2 separate regions of the Triticum aestivum genome follow, and region 2 is linked to region 1. The links are chromatin contacts, called in public Hi-C maps. All regions are on one chromosome and are shown on one strand. The core of a region is the stretch at or near the end of the contact, and the rest is flanking DNA. Distances in the headings are between cores, read along the strand shown. Region 1 has its middle 91 kb from the start of LOC123149675. Region 2 holds the start of LOC123149675 (bZIP transcription factor 46).

What was found. Hi-C and Micro-C count contacts between places; a contact is called where the count stands out from the background.
Region 2: a contact with region 1 is called in a Hi-C map of leaf, with 4 times the contacts expected there. The contact joins the promoter of LOC123149675 here to the enhancer-like site in region 1. A contact is called at or near these places in 3 of 5 Hi-C or Micro-C datasets (all in leaf).

The regions. Positions count from the first base shown.
Region 1 is chr7A:130,091,370-130,094,069 of IWGSC CS RefSeq v2.1, reverse strand. No RefSeq gene overlaps it. Among protein-coding and RNA genes, the nearest start is that of LOC123149675, 91 kb to the left of the region's middle. Within about 2 kb of position 1,304, at least 5 of the 8 cell types and tissues checked have an H3K27ac peak or open chromatin away from gene starts, as enhancers often do. A contact at or near this core is called in leaf, where this site is marked.
Region 2 is chr7A:130,182,812-130,185,511 of IWGSC CS RefSeq v2.1, reverse strand. It overlaps LOC123149675 (bZIP transcription factor 46), which reads right to left and starts at 1,405. Exons shown (of 4, transcript XM_044569382.1): 1 at 210-1,405. The coding sequence starts at 1,058.

The DNA of each region.
Region 1 (2,700 bases), core at 55-2,554:
GCGAGTGGGGGGGGGCATTTTGGGAAACTCCAAAATTTTCGTAACGTAACCAAATTTGTACATGAAACCCTTAAACGACATATATTTCAGTACAGAGGAAGTACAAAAAGGAGTACGTATGGAGACTGCAAAAAAATTTTCTTGCCAGAAAATCTTCAATCTGTTCATCTTCAATCATAGCAGTACAACGAACATCCGAAATAATAAAAATTACATACAGACTTATAAACCACCTAGCGGCAACTACAAGCACTGAAGTGAGTCGAAGACGTGCTACCGTCATTGTCTCTCCCTCGCCAGAGCTGGCCAAAACTTGTTGTAGTAGATAGCGAGAAAGTCATTGTGTTAAGGCCCCACCGAACCAACGCAGCAGGACAACAACGAGCGCCAGTGAAGAGTAGAGTAGGTCCGAAGGATTCAGCCTGAAGACACACGAATATAGATGAATTACGACCAGATCCAAGCAAATTCACCAAGGACAAATCCGCCAGACACACCTGCACATGCCCATCGACGATGCTATAAACACGCTACCGGGACGGGGCCTAGGCAGGGAGAACTTTATTCAATCTCCAGAGAGCCGCCGCCGTCTCGTCTTGCTAAGAATGACGCAAAGCGCTTACAAATCTCTCTAAAAACAAAGCCCTCTCACCGGCAAGGGTCGGGATCCACCGCAATGTGATGCCCTAAGTTCACCGGAGACGAGAAAGACTGGTGGCTCGGCAATGGTAGGCTAGGCTTTTCTTAGAGATGAGGCGGCTGTGGGGAAATGTCAATTATAAACACAGATTGTCTAAGAAAGTGAGAAGGGATGATGTAGCACGACCAACAGTGCTTGCCCTGCCAAAGCCCCGAGAGCCTCCCGGTGGAAGAGCACAAACCTGACAGGACTCCTGCTTTCTAGACGGCCAAGCGGCGCGGTCACGATCGCGAAGGGCTTCCCATCATCCCAGGCACATCCCCGCCACAAACATGTCACCACGAGCGACGGCCAAATGGACGCCACCCACAGTTGCGCCCGTCAGGCTCGCCGGCTCCGCTGTCTCCCTGAGCGCGCACAGGCGTGAGTGGATCATGTCAGTCAGCCTGCATGGGATCGGAGCCGGGTCGCTCTCCGCCCTCGCCGAACCGGACCGGAAGCCCGGCCTTTCCTTTCTGCCCGTGGCATCGGTATCACCACCTCACCCGCTCTATTCTATATCGCCTGGCGCCTATCGGCCCACGCCAGCACGGGCAATGCCCCGGGTTTGAATAACGCAGCGGCCCCCCGGCCTCCACGTCGCGCGCTCCGGTGTTGTTTCCCGTGGAAGCCACTGGTCACCGCAGAATCATCCATGGGCATGGGGTGGTACTACTAAAAAAGGGGACCGTACCGCGCTCCGTGATCCCGTCCCCGTCGCTACCTACCGTTTTGCGTCACTGTGGGAGCGGCAGGCGGGCGGGCAGGGTGGGGTGGGGTTTCCGGTCGTCGGAGGAGTTTTCTATTGGGAAAGAAGCGGAATATCCTTTCCCGGCAGGTGGGTAAAAACTAGGCGATGTCTCTGGAAGGCGAGGGGGTTGAATATTGGACGGGCACATGCGGGGCGACAGCTGGGCAAAGTTCCTGCACTAGTTTACAAGTTACTGCAACGTGACGGAGAGTTCGGAATACTGGTAGTCTAGGCTGGTACCTGTGTGTGTGGGTTTCCTGGCGTCTGTCAATTGGTTGCTTGCTTTGTGCTTCTTGCCTGCCTCGGTAGAATATGGGTTTTTTTGCGTTGTGCTTTGCCTTCTGCCTTTCCTTTTTTTTTGGAGGAAAATTGCCTATACTGCCTTTCGGCTTCTTTTGGACTTTTCGTTCGTGGAATTGTCAGTTGCGGCCTTTTTGTTTTTAAGACAAAAATGTGGACCTGTGGACTAGCATTATCTGGACCTGGCGGGTAACGGGGGCGGCCCTGAATGAAATAGCTGCATATAACCGTTGCTCGGAGCCTGGGACAGGTCCATTTTCTAGTTTGGGGCTATTAATAAGGGGCGCGGCTATGTCTCGCCGAAAAACAAAGAAAACAAAACCAAAAAAGGCTATGTCAAGCCTTCGAGAGATCCTCCCCATCACCTTGACCACCAACCAGGAGCAGGGCAGTGGCATGTATCGCCCACAGCTATCCCGATCAAGCGATCACTCCCGTCGGGTTACTTGGCTGGCGTGGTGTGGACGACCCGATATCTTGGATGGCTGAATGATGTAGTAGCGTAGGTACAATTAGTGGGTTTTCCTCCCATTTTTTCTTTTTTCCACTACACAGAAAATATGTTCAATCAAAATTCACGAAATCAATAAGGTTTATAAATTCAAAACAAGTTCACAAACTTGAATGGACTATCAGATTCAAAAATGAACAACCTTTGGAAAAGTGAATAGTTTTTAAATCCCTTTTTTTTAAAAAAAATATGAACAATTTTAAAGTTTACGAACATTCTATTGAATTACGAATTCATTTTAAATCCGATTTTTTTAAAATTTCAAGCATTATTTAAAATATGAACAAAATTTGAAAATACAAAGATTTTTAAAGTTACAATCAGTTTTTGTTATTTTCTGTAAAATTACAAAAAGGAGAGAAGAAAAAAAAACGGCGGCAGAATACCAAGCAAACTCACATGGGCACTCACCTGGGCCAGCACACTTGCCATAGAGAGTGCTGTCCTCGTAGCGACCCT
Region 2 (2,700 bases), core at 156-2,655, 91 kb before region 1:
ACTCCAACTTGCTATTTGCAGGGGCTACTCAGGGATAAACTATTATCTAGCAGCTAAAATGGAAATGTCAGATCACATCAACGAATAAAGTACACAACATGACCGAGGGGCATACCCGATATAGACACCCTGTGAACCTGGGTTCGGGTTCAGATAATATTTCAGATTAGTTAAGCAAAAGGCGTATGGTTGAAGAACGAGAGCTTCACCTGCTTCCTCTGGCGGGACCTGGCGGCGGACTCCCGGTTCTTGATCATGCGCCTCTGCCTCCTCTCGACCACCTTCTCGACGGTAGGCCCCTTCCTGGCCCTCGTCACGGTGTCGAAGGGATACGGCACCGGCGACAGCGACGAGAGATCCCCGCCCTCCATCTTGCCGAACCCGTTCAGCACGCCCGGCGTCGTCGGCGCCGCCACCGTCATCGCCACGCCAGGCCCCTGCCCGACGACTCCGTGCACCACCCCGTTCGCCACCTGCATGGCCGGCGCGACCACATTGCCCTGAGGGAACAGAGCCTGCGCCCGCGCCGGCACGACAACGGTCTGGCCCCCCATGTCCTCCCGCACCACGCCGGCGCGCACCAGGAACTCCTCCAGCGTCATCCGCCCCAGGGTCTGCTGCCGCTGCGCCTGGGCCTCCGCCTGAGCCTGAGCCTGAGCCTGGGCCGGCGCCGGCGCGGGGGGCGCCGGCGGCTCCTCGTCGCAGAAGCCCATGATGTCGCGCCAGACCTCGTCGACCGTCATCTGGCTGAGCGTGCGGGGCAGCGTCATGGAGCCCTGGCGCAGGATGGCCTGCTGCTGCGGCTGCAGCGGCGGCGGCTGGGGCAGGGCGTCGACATTGGACGCCGGGGCGGCCGTGGTGGCCGGCGTCAGGGTGGCCGCGATGGCGTTGGACTCCTCGGCCGTCCAGATGTTGCGGAGCAGCTCGTCCATGTTCATGGACCCGAAGTCCTTGCCGGCGCCGCCGAGCGCGCTCTGGAACTCGTCGAACGTCAGCGAGTAGATCGACCCCTGCCTGGCCAGCGCGCCGGCCCCGCCGCTCCCTCCCGGCATCTCCATCCCTCCTCCTCCTCACACCACAACCCCCACACCGAATTCCCCCAAGATCCCTCCCTCTCCCGCACCACCAGCAGCGAAAATTCCTCCGGCGGTCTCTCTCGGCGACTCTATCCCACAAAGGCGACCGACAAAGAAGGCAAGGGAGGGGGGGCTGGGCTTATAAACAAGGGGGCGGGCGACAGCGGGTGGAGTGTGATTAGCCGGCGGTATAATACCCGAATTAGCAAGGGGAAATCTAGTTTTACAGAAAGGCGAGATTTTTGGTTTAGAAAACAAGGCGGAGCGGGGGGGAGGGGAGCATCGGGGGGCGTGTTGCTGCGGAGTTGGTGCGGCTTTGCGGGAGGCGATCGCGGCGGCGAGGTGGGGGGAGGGACAGGTGTCGCCTCGGGGCCATTAAAGTGGCTGCCGCCGGAGCGCGACAAGCCGGTCAGAGGATTGGGTTACTGCCCCCACCGGACAGTCATTCAGCTCCGCGCACACACCAGCTCTACACCGAAAATAGAAATTCAGGGCTGCCATGGGTTTTCTTGGGAAAAAATTTATTGCGGAAAATAAATTGCCCCCTCTTGTTGATTAAAGGGGTTTTATCTCATTTTTTTCTTATCTTATTATCCCCGCCGAATTGCGACGGAGACGTGCGCGTGAATCACGTGGCAAAGCCGCATACTGTGGGCTAGTTTAATTGAGCGTGAAAACAGGCGGCAATGGGGCGCCGTTGTAGGCTTGCGGATAGATAATGCAGGGGGTCGAAACGGACGGCGATGAGGCGTCCGTTGTAGCTTTGTAGATAGATAATGCAGGAAAGTTGAAACGGAAGGTTATGCGTACGCGATCCTTCTGGAGCACACCAGGATAGACATGAAATCCTCTGACTTTCGGCGCGTCGTTCCAGATGGGTTGGCGTCACGCAAGCGGAGCGACAGAGGCGCGCAGTCCCTCGTGATGATTTATCTTGTAGATTGGTTTGGCTGTAATAGACGACTTTTGCAAATGGAGCATGCAGTCAGATCTAATCTTCCGAATACAACAGTGCCGACACATCCAGGGGCTGAGCTATGTTAGGGCCAGCCCGTGCTATGGCCCGCCCAGCTCACGGGATTTTCTATACAACACATTTACTCTTGGGCCTTGGAACACGGGCCCACAAGCAATCCCCTTCTGTTTGGCCCATCCAGTCGACCCAACATGGGCTTCAAGATGTGCCACTAGGCCGGGGAACAACTTCGGTAGTGTGCCGAGATGATCATGGAACATATTTAGGACCGTCTTCTTTTGTGATCCAGGGGATAACTGAACCAACAACGCTTGAGGCCATTGCGTGTCGGGAGGCCCTAACTCGCCGTTGATCCGGGAGTTCAAAGGTTATATGCTGCCTCAGATTGCAGATCAATACTTGATGATATTCATGAAGACCGAAGTTGTGCATGGGGTCATGATTAGGGAGATCACACAATGGATGGTTGATTTTATTTCTTGTAGTTTTGTGTTTGAAGGTAGAACTTGTAACACTGAAGCACACAATCTAGCTAGATTTTCGCTCTCTTTGCAGCAGGTAGACATACTTGGTCGGATCTGCCCTATGATCCAAACACCATTCCTGTAAATCTTCCTATTGAGCAATGAAATCCATTGTGTTGCCCTC